Regions from separate parts of the Strix aluco genome. Here region 1 is linked to region 2. Evidence: chromatin contacts called from public Hi-C data. All regions are on one chromosome and are shown on one strand. The core of a region is the stretch at or near the end of the contact, and the rest is flanking DNA. Distances in the headings are between cores, read along the strand shown.

What was found. Hi-C and Micro-C count contacts between places; a contact is called where the count stands out from the background.
Region 1: a contact with region 2 is called in a Hi-C map of heart, with 6 times the contacts expected there. The contact joins the promoter of MTDH here to the promoter of RPL30 in region 2. A contact is called at or near these places in 2 of 2 Hi-C or Micro-C datasets (brain and heart).

The regions. Positions count from the first base shown.
Region 1 is chr1:24,873,439-24,879,289 of bStrAlu1.hap1, reverse strand. MTDH (metadherin) reads left to right here and starts at 1,835. Exons shown (of 12, transcript XM_074815330.1): 1 at 1,835-2,542. The coding sequence starts at 2,138.
Region 2 is chr1:24,658,055-24,663,592 of bStrAlu1.hap1, reverse strand. It overlaps RPL30 (ribosomal protein L30), which reads right to left and starts at 2,828. Exons shown (of 5, transcript XM_074815272.1): 1 at 2,753-2,828; 2 at 2,612-2,662; 3 at 1,441-1,586; 4 at 204-334. The coding sequence starts at 2,632.

The DNA of each region.
Region 1 (5,851 bases), core at 586-3,085, 220 kb before region 2:
AAACCCCACAACATCCACTGTAGCTGAATCATGCTTTCAAATGCGTTAGGCATATTTTTTCAGCTAATGTATTTAGAACTGAAACAATGTGACCACTGTTCCATCACCTCTATCTATATAGGGCAATATCTTAAACAAAGAAACTACTTGCAGAATAATTTATTTGGCATGTTAGGGTGGCTGAATTGTGCAACAACCAGTACAATGATACTTAATATTTTCCGATAAATGTGTATGGTCTATGCTAAAGCACAAAACGCTTATAAAAAAATAAAGTATTATGACTTTGAATTTAAAAAAAAATCCTCTAAAAGCATATAAATGTCTACCAGTAAAATGCTCTGCCTGAGATTGTTGCTACCACTACTTCCAGCAATATCCTTTGTTCCAACTGAAGTCAATTAGAAAAGCAGGACTTGACTGCCTGTTGGCATCATAAAAACCAATTTGGACTTAGAAGCAATTTGTGAGTACTTTACTAAAAAACTTTGAAAGCAGTAAAAACATAAAAATACTTGTATGTGATATATTGACTTTACAAAACAAAGTTATGTGCATATGAAGGCCGTGTAAGCTACCACTGTGCTGTTTAGACAAATTTTATTTTACTACAATTTAAATTTCAAGTGTCCCATGCAGATTTCAATGCACTGAACCCAGATATTTTTCTAGCAGGCTATGAGAGGGGTACATTTTTTGTAAGTAGAATTGCAAATTGAAAGAATGGGATTTCCAGCAACACACCACTGCAGAAGACTATAGTCAGTGTAAAGTCACTTGACATTGCCAGCTCTGAGGTTCTGACAGTTCAAATTCTGCAGAAGCTCTGGATGCCGTGAGACCGATTTCCGAAAAATTATTATGTATATTTGGGGTCAAAATTTTAGGGCTTATTGTGGGGAAATGCAGTTTTGGAGTTCCTAATGACAAAACAATTCCCACTGTTATATACACAGCTGTATTTTTCACAAAGTTAATTTGATGCATTAAAGCCAGTTTGTGGGAGTTAAGATCTCAGAAAACATGGCTCGTTAAAAATATCTATGTTGTTATACTGCCTAGTATTTTTAGAAATAACTAAAAGCACACTTTCTTGTTGTTGCAACATTTTGAAAGGCCTTCTCTGCAGGAGAGATGGCCTCTGCGGGGCCCTGATCCCGGCCTCTGAGGCCTGACAGGAAGGCGCCTCCACCTGCAAGTCCCAGAGGCCTCTGGCATGGCCCCAGGGCTGATCCTGGACTTACACCGGGGGTAACAGCACCCACAAACCGGCAGTTAACGCATCCGCACCGGAGCCGCGCCACCTCCTTGGGGCAACCGCAAACTAAAATAGAGCTGACCGGCGACCGATACGTGGAAATGCACCCACGTTGCCGCGGGTCTGGGAAGGCCCGGCCGGGGCTGGGACACGAGGGGGCGGCCCGCTCCGCGCAGCGCCGCACGTCCTGCAGCACGGGCATGTTTCTGTGGGGGGTGCCCACAGGGGAAGAGGCACGGCCCGCCGAAGCGGCGGGAGAGGCCGACAAGTGGCCGCTCCTCAGGCCGCCGTCCCCGGGCGCAGCCGCCCGCCCGCCCCATCATGGTGCGAGGAGCCGCGGGGTCTCCCGCCCCGGCCGCAGGGGCGGCGCCAAGCCGCCCCTCGGCCCCCCCGGCCCCCGCCCCTCTCGCTGGCTGCCACGTCGAGGTTGCTCCCCGCACCGCCCCTCGCCTTCCCTGCGGCCGGCACCGCCCTGGGCAGGGCGGGGCGGAGGAGGAGGAGGAGGAGGAGGAGGAGGACGCGAACGCCAGGCGGCCGCTGAGGAGGCGGGAGAGCTCCGCCCCGCGCGCGGCGGTGATGGCGGCGGCGCGCTGCGGCAGCGGCGGGCGCTCGGCGGGGCGGTGACGTTTGCGCGTGAGGCGGAGGGCGGGGAGGAAGAGGAGGAGACCCGGGCGCCTCCGGGGCTGAGGCGGCTGCGTCCCGCCGAGGCTCCGCTCGTGTCCCGTCCTCCCCTCACCCACCCCCCCCCCCCCCACCCCCACCCCTGGCGGTTCCGGCTCGGTCAGGCGAGCGCGGCTCTCCTGAGGCCGCGATGCGCTCGGCCTGAGCGCTCCCTCGCCGCCCCGCCCGGTCTGGGCCTCTGCGGGGCAGGGGGCCGCGATGGCTGCGGGGAGCTGGCAGGAGGCGGCGGCCCAGCAGGCCGAGGAGGCGGCGGCCCGGGTGCGGGACGTCCTGTCGGGCGGCCTGGGCCTGCTGCGCGCCGAGCTGGGCCTCGAGCTGGGCCTCGACCCGCAGGGCCTGCCCACCTGGCTCGCCCTGGTGGTCCCGGCCGCGCTGGGGCTGGGGCTGCTGGGGCTGCTACTGGCCGTGGTCTGCGGAGGCGGCCTCCGTAAGAAGCCAACGCGGGGCGCGGCGGAGAGGAAGGGCGACGAGGCGGCCGGCGCGGGCCTGACAGCCGGCGGGGGCCAGGGCAAGGCGGCGGGCCCGGGCCCCGGGCAGCTGCACCTGAAAGGCGACGAGCAGAAGAAACGAAACAAGAAGAAGCTGCCGGAGAAAACGGCGCGGGTGAGAGGGGCTGCGAGGGCCGCGCCGCTCGGGAGGGGAAGGGGTGAGGACACGGTGGGGCGGCGGAGGCGGCTGGGCCCGGGCGGGGGAGGGGGGATGAAAGGCTCCTTGACAGCCTCTCGACGGGGACGGCGGCGGGGTTTGCAGTGGCACCCGGCCGGGCGCGGCGAGTCCCCTGCGGGAAGGTGCGGGCGGGCAGGTCGCGTCTGGCCAGCGGCCCCGAGCGCGGCTGCTTGTCCCCAGTGCCCCCCGCTCGGTGAAACGGCTGCCGGTCAGATAGGCACCGGTGAGAAGGGGGAGGACCGGCCGCAAGGCTCGGGGGCCATAGAGCTCCCCCCGGGCCGCCGTGCGATTCACCTGGGTGATACTTGCCTGTGGCAGGGACGCGGGCGTCCTGACTGTCTGCTCTGGAGCTGTCTCGTGTCGTCTGGGTTAGTCGGTTGCTTTGAAAACCTGGAGGAGCAGCGCGCACACACGGAAATTACACGTTTAGTAGTCCTGAGTGATGAGGAAAACGCTCGTTTCTTTTTAGAAGCTTTTTAATGGAAGCAAGAATTACAGGAAAGCGTTATTTTTTTATTATTTGAATGCTTGCAGGGTTAGGAAGCAGTAGTTGAGACTTAAAATTTCAAGCCATGGGTTGCAGTCCAGGCGGGTATAGACTGTTGGAAGCAGCATTGTAAGCCCCATAAATGCTGTGATGATTCAAACTTGAGTAAGGCTTTTTGTGTTGTTTTTTTGACAGAACATGTTAACTGCTCATGTGGTGAGCTTGCCTCAGTAGGAATATGTCTGTTTTATTTGTTACAGTAAGGATCATCTCCTTTAATAAGGAAATCTGTATCTTAGCAGCCCCTGAAAAACAGATCATTCCTGTCGTCTTTTTTTTTTTTTTTAAATCCTCAGGATGTGGTGTGGGAACCTTCCATCTTCGACAGTATGCATGCACTTCATGAGAATATTAGTAGAATGCAGAAACTGTCAACTGTCCTTTTAAAGCCTCCAGTTATCGTAGTTTTGGGGCTTGAAGGGATTGCTTCTATAGCTTTGATATTGTTAGTATGTTTGTAATCCTATTTATGTCCAAAAGGATTATAGGAATGAAAGTGAAGCAGATGTCCCCTGCCTGTTACAACTGTGTCTTTTAATTAAATCTTGGTCTATAGTATCCTAAATTGTTTACCTAATGACCAGAAAAGGAGAGGAAAATGGGTTTGTACCTTCATTTGAGTCTGGCAGTACTGACTTGAGAAGTTTGGGTTGTTTGTTTGTTTTGTGGTTTGTTTGTTTGTTTGTTGAGAAGTTAAAGCTAGAATATCTTAAAGAAAAAAAAAAAAAAAAAGTCTGCATATACCACCAACCTGTCTTTGAGCAGTGAACTGCTGAAGTTGATTCTGGAAGTTGCAAGAGACTGAATGCTGAGCACCAAGAAGAGGAAGCATTGTGATTCAGAATCTTTCCAGTGTAGCTAGGTCTCCATTTTGGAGAAGACATGTTAAAGATGCTTTTTTTTTTTTGTCATCTTCTACATCTTGAAGGATTTGCTGTTTAAGATCTGTTATGCCTTCTTGAAAACAAAGACTAATCCTAGAAATAATTTAGGTATTTCTTGGTTTATTTTCTTTAAACTCCAGTATAAAAACAAAGCATAAACTCTTGCAAGTCATCATTGAAGACATTAAAAAATGTCTCAACAGAAGATACAGTGAAGAGGTTAGATACACTGTTAACTTGACAAAGATCTGTAGTGCAGGGCTTCATAAAAGCAACTTTGTATTCATTTTATGTAAAAACTAACTGATATTTTTGGTGAATATAAATACTTGCACTGTTTCAAGCTTGGTTCACTCAGGCACAAAATAAAGTTAAGGCTATGTCAGAGCAAATATTTTCATAATTAAGAGTAAAATAGTTTTTCAGCTGTCATTCTGTATTGTTAAGATTTTTGAAGATTTTTTGTTATAGTACTTTGTATTCATTATTTCCAAGCAGAGGTGGAAGAAGAACCCTACCTTTTCCAAAAAGAAAATGCACAAACTGAAGCATTAACTATAGTGCAAATAAGTTTATACCAGTGGCAAAGTTTAATACGCCTGCCTCATGCTCATTTTCCAAGATAAGCTCATAGAGACCTGTATTAGCATGTCCCAATATTTTCTGACTTTCACATGAAAAATTCTCAAAATAACATTGGAAATTTAAAGATGCAACAAAAATGCTTACTGTTTGCTGCCTAGTCATTTTTGTCTTGTGTTTTTGTACGCTGGGATACTAATGCTGAGGTCTGTGAAGGGAAAAGAGTAAGCCTATTGCCAGTAGATTTACTACAGGATTTGCTGTGCCAGAGTCTAGATTTCCATTGCGGGCATTTCAGAAAGCTTAGAGCAACTGGTCTGTAGCATTAAAGAGCATGCTACAGATGTCTAATTAAAAGCTGTAGGGTTACTTTAATACAGAGTTACTGAGCTCATTGTATGGCAGATGATGCATAGCTCTCATCAGTCGGGATCAGAAACGTTCTTCACTGTACCCTTTCTGAGGAAGAGTAGTATTGCTTTGTTTCTTGCACATGGCTTTACTCAGTTCCTGTATAGGTAGTGTACAACTTACCCGATATTTTTAGTAAAATAAGTTTAGTTGAATAGCACTGCATTGACTGGATACAGTAGCAACTATGACATTCTGTTTATCTACTTGCTATGGGCAGACTGAGGAAAAAAAAATAAAGCTGAAACGATACAGCATTCATTAACACTATAGTTGACAGAGCCAGTTCTGGCTTTCTCCAGCTGCTTGGAGCAAGGTAGTATCATGGTATCCTTACTTTAGATTCTGTGCAGTAAACCTGAAGCCCTTTCTCCCATTTTTTTTTTCTTTTTTCCTTTTGTTTTTTAGCTCCTGGCAGGGGCAGAGCTCTTTGTCTCCTGTCACAGTGTTCTTTGGCCCCTGTTAAGAATTTTTTTTCTTTCCAAAAATCTCTTGATCTTTAATTCCTTTCCCTTTTGAATAATCGTTGTGCCTCTCTTCTACTTCTTAAACCTTCAGCAGAAAAAGGTGAAACAGTTCTTATGTGGTTTCTCTACAATCTGCAAAACACTGTAGAAGTTTGAGAGTAATCATCCTCTACTCTGCTACAGCTTTAGAAAGCAATTCATACCATCTATTTGTAGATGCAGAAAATACCAAATTGACTATGTACTTCCTGTTGTTTGAAGTACACCTGGACAGTAAACTCTACACGTTTTAGTAAAAGCATTTGCATTCATTTGAGAGGGTTTCCTAATTGGTCCGCTTGAAAGAACTTTTCAG
Region 2 (5,538 bases), core at 1,579-4,078:
ATTCCAGGTTCTAAGAACCTAGGACTCACAGAAGAACAGGATCTTGGTCAGAGAAAACTATAATTAAGAGTTCAACCTGACAGAAAAGAACAGCAAAGTGTGTCATCATCCCTGCATGTTACTTGCTCAGTGCTGCTACTCACAGGTGAACAGAGGAACCATTGATATGTCCCCACTTGGTCACTATACTGCAAGAGACATACCTGGGTCAATGATGGCCAGTGTGCACACTCTGTAGTATTTTCCGCATGCTGTGCCCAGTTCGATGTTGTTGCCACTATAATGATGGACACCAGTCTTGGCAAGCATAGCGTAGTACTCAATCTCTGATTTTCTGAAATTCAAAAACTATGTGTTACAGTACTGACAAATGATTCTGATTGACTATAAAACAGCGAGAGCAGCTTTAGCTCCAATCACACTTAAACTTTACACAGTTTTCCTTCCCACCCAGAAAAACGCATCTGCTCCTTGCCAGACAGCATCACTACTGTGTTGTGGCTCAGGAACCCTTATCCAGAAGTGTGCTGAAGGTATGCAATGGCAAACCCACTTCTGGAGTGCAAATCCTTGAGGTTGCTCCTACACATGTTCATTTCTACAGGGAAGAAGGGGATTCAGGACTTCCAGACTTCCAAAAGGCTGTAGGAGCTACGCCAAAGTACATACATGACAACCATTATTAATGCAGATACCCAGTGGCTGCTGAACAAACATCTGGCTGCTGCTAGCTGTTAAATAAACTACCTTGCTTTAAAAAAAAAAACAAAAAAAATTCAATCTACATTCCCTTCTCTTGTGACTTCCACCAGGAGATTCTAGTGGTCAATACTGTTCCTCGAGCACTTTTGGGATTCCCACTAACATGCTGCCTACTGTAACAGTCCTGCCATTTCTCAAGTATCTAATTTTGGTTTTCTGCATTTAGTTTCTTGAATATGTTACTATCTCTCGATGACAAAAAGGGCCAGAAATTCAACAAGGAAATTGTCAGGAAGTTAGTGAAGATTTCATTCTCAAAGAAGCAATTTCACTGACCAGGAACCTAAATTTATAACTTATTTGGACAGCAAATTTTGTGTTCTTCAAATATTTCAAATCACTGTCAATTACTAGTTTTCTTACCTGTAAAATTATTTTCCAAGACAGTACTTTGAAAAAACATAGGAATTCAGTCCCATTATACTTTTAATGAATGCTATCACAGCGTGAAAAGCTTACAGTATCTTCACTAGTGCAAAACTCTGTGAATTAGAAAGCTAGAAAAATCTTGGAAAGCATTTCAACTCATCCAGATGCGAAATCATTATATATCAAACAATCCATCACTTTTATTTCACAGCACTCTGGAATATGCCAAAGTACTCTGCATTAATAATTCACTGTAGCAATTAACATGACGTACATACCATAGAATTGTTTTTTCATATATCTGCTTACCTCAAAGCAGGACAGTTGTTGGCTAGGATGACCAACTTGGCTTTGCCCTGCCGAATCATTTTCAGAGTCTGTTTGTATCCTAGCACATATTTACCACTTTTCATAACCAGCTGAAGTCTAGAGTTTATGGACTCTAGGGACTTTTTCTGAAAAAGATGTAAAAAAGGATTATAGTATGTTACTTTACATTTTGCAAAATGACAGAGACCATAAGAAATTAACAAATTCCAAATACAAGCAATCATTTAATAATTTCCCTATAGTTTGCAATGCAGAATAAGAAAAGCCAGCCTACCACATAAGTATGGGAAAGCTTGTGGACAAGAGGGTTGCCAGTTGGGAACTGTTAATGTTGGGTTGATGGTTGGACTGGATGATCTGCCAACCTAGACAATTTTGTGATTCTGTGATTCCCAACTTCATAAAAATACTTCTTACCCATGTATCTTATAACAGGAAAATACATCTTAAAACATTGTTGCTGCGATCTACATTAATCAGTAACATCCGGGTGTATTTGACAAACAAAAAAGCTCAGCTAGTCAAGTCCAATACTACTTCTGCCTTGCAAATTTAAGCCAGGTTTGGAGTCTGTTTGTCTCTTCCTAGGGCACACACTAGTAGCGTTATATCAGTTAGCAGAAACAAGTAATCACACGCTGTACAAGCTGACACTCCCAACGGGAGAGCATGGTACTCATGACAACAGGTAAATTCATTTGCAAGGACGAACACCTTCAGCCAACAAGAAACCCGTACTTTCCAGAGTCGCTCTAAGAGAAGGGCAAGAACATGACAGGAAATACAAAAGCTGAGCTCCAGCCGCACCGGGAACTCAGCGCCAGCTCCCCCTTCCTCCAGCTGGCACAGGCCCTGTAAGCAGCCCGGGAGAGTCCACAGGAGGGAACCGAGATCAGAGAAGCCGGTGGGAAGCGGCCGCAGGGTGCGGCTAGCAGCCTGCCCAAGGAGGGCACGGCCCGAGCTCTGAGAGCCGCCACAGGCGTCTCCGGCTGTGCCCAGGGCCCCCCACCGCCCCAGACCCTGCCGGGGCCCACTCTGCCTCCCCGCAGCGCGACCCGCCCCCCTCCGCCGCCCCGTCCCGCGCAGCGCCCGCCGCTGGCGGAGGCCGGGCCGCCGCCACGTGAGCCCGGCGCGGCCGGCTCCCACTCACCGTCTTCTTCGCGGCCACCATGTTGCTGCCTCGCGTCGCCTCGGGCGGTAACTGGAACACAGGAGTGAACGGGGGGAGGGATTAGCACCCGGCAGCGGCCCTCCGCGCCCGCCCGCGCCGCCCCGGCCGAGCCCCACTCACCGGAGACGCGCCGCCAAGATGGCCGGGCAGCCAGAAAGGAGTGAGCTCCCACAAGACATCGCGGATCCCCGCGCGGCAGCTCTCGCGAGAGCCGCGCGCAGCCGCCGCGCCCCGCCCCGCCCTCCGGCCAATACGCCTGCGCCCAGCCACGGCGGCCAGCACGGGTTGGGGGGGGAGAGCAGCGAGCCCTCAGGAACCGGGCCGCCGCCATAACTGCTGGGCTGGGCCTCCGCGGGTAAGGGGTTGCATCGCCGCCCGTCTCCCTTCGCCCGCCGCACAGTCTCCCGTGTTTCACAGAGCGATTTTAAATGCCCTTCTTCCCGTCACAGCCTTGCGGAGGCTTCAGGTGCTGATCAAGGAACCCCCTTGCAGGGAGAGTCCCAAAGGGCCTGAGCCTCTGGACTGTCACTTCTGCCACAGGGCTGATGTGGAACATTATGGTATGGAGAAAATAAATCTCTTCGGCATCACAAGCCACTGGAGCAATAGACACAGAGGCTGGTCTGACTCCATGTCACCCTGCTGTAGGTGCTGATCACACTGGCTTTCTCTAAAGCAGCAGTGCCTGCATTTTGCTAGGCCCGACAGTGTCTGCCTGCCTCTATAACTCTGCACTGTGGTCATAAATAAACTGTCCCGATGAGATGCAGCCCCAGACTGAGCAAACACCTGGATTTCAAGCATTAAGCGTGCCACTGAGCTTGGGAATAGCTCTGGGCCTGAGACTGCCCACGTTAGTGGGTTCAGCTTGGGTTGTCCTTAGTAAAGCTCCCGGGTTTGCTGGGGGCAATGGCACTTCTCTCCCACCTCGCTGTGCGGTGGCCTTGGCCCACATGAGAGCAGCTCTGTCCACTGCTGTGCTGGAGTCACAGTGCAGGGAAACCTCCTCCTGGCCCCTGTGGGCTCTGGAAACCAATGGCTTGAAAATTAGCTTGCTGAACACGCATGCGCAAGCTATGAACATGGTTATGACATGAAGTTCTCAGTTTCAGGCTAAAAACAGTTATCACTCTGACAGTGGTGTCCAGCCTAGGACAGACACCCCAGGTTGGAGCAGGGAGGAGCAGCGAGCACCACTCCAGCTGGCACCTGCCTGGGCATTGCGGGGATGAGCAAGGTGGGTGTTCAGGGTGTGAGTTTGGGGGATTATCCTGTGACAGACCTCAGAAGGAGGCCCAGGGGTCCACCCACAGGACAGCAAGTCTTCTGGTATGACTTCATGCTCTTAGGACACACCGCACCAGAAGGGTACCCCAGAAGAATTTAATTTTCTTATGACATTACAAAGCTAGCGTAAAAGCTTTTCTAGGTTTGCCTGGGTTAGCACATGCATGGGAGGATCTTGTGCCTGTTGGCTTGAGGAAGTTTGATGCCTTTGCTGATATGGGATATGTAGCAACAAACTAAAAAAGCTGATCCAAAGCATGTTGTATTCAGTTATTCTAGTATGCTTGTATTAATAAAGCTTATTTCAAATAGGGGGAATAATTTATAGCAATATACTGTTATGCCTTTCTAGTGGCATGGCTACCTCCATGCTACCTTTTTTCTGGTATATGATCACACACCTTACCGAAATATTTATAAGAGGATAACCTTCTCAGTGACAAGCAGCCTCTGGTCAAAATGCACACCATCATCCCAACTATTTTTTCTGTGTAGATGCGGGGTAACAACCTTAGGTTTTGACAGATTAGTTCAAGCACCTAGATTAAGATCTAAACTGCTAACACCGAGATAAAGATGAAATAAAGGTATGTTAGAAAAAATATCACCAAACTTAAGTGGAGCTTAAATATCCCAGGTGAAACTCAGACATTGGTCCATCTTTTATTGTAAAGTCCTCTGGGAATAATTTCTAGATTAATCACATATAAATATGTACTATATCAATAATAATAAAAAAAGCGCTACATTTTGATGTGTCTTATTAGTCCAATTTCACTTACTGAAATAATTTTCAGCCCTTTACAGAGTATAATTAAATCAATCTTGAAGTGTACTTCAAACTTTTATTTTCTTTGGTAGCTGAAAACTAAACTCCATTTTGCATCTTATTTTCTTCTTGTTTCGCTTCCTCTCTGTGCCCCAGCACTCAGGTGCATTGCTGTTATTCCTACCATCAAATTGTGACTTTGCTTTTAATTCTTTAAACTTTTACCTGGTTGGTTGTGGTCAGGTGAAACAGTCATCTTTTCTTGCTTGTTGTAATTACTAGCAAGAGAATATAAAGCTCAGTGGGCCTCGTGAAGTCCTCGGTACAATTCCTTTCGATTATGCCATGTTTTATGTGATCCTGCAAAATGTGGGAGCCGTGCACAGCTCCGGAAGAGGGAGCTGTTTTCAAAGGTACCCTTGCAACCTCCGCTCAAATTAGGAGAGAATAAAATACTCTCCTTAAGAGTTTATAAAACTAGTTCTTCCCAGTGATGTGTTTTTAAAATAACCCTGCATTTCCTAAAGATTTTTGTGACAGACACTTTGGTCATTGGACCCCAAATTCTGTCCCTAAATCTGGGTGGTATAAGGATCAGTGGGGGGAAATAGATGCAGAAATGGGCACTATTGTCTCTCACCCCCCAAATCGCTCTTCTGTGGCCATGAAGACCTCTCCTGGGGGTCTGTGGTCCATAAAATGTCCTTTATAAAGGCAAAGGGCCCCAAGTCAGATGAAAGCAACACTAAAAGGAAGAAAAGGCTTTGGCCCCACCAACATTCCTTAAACAGTATTATACAGCCACTCGTCTGTTAAAAATCAGCAGCTGGGAGTGAATGGGTATTTACAA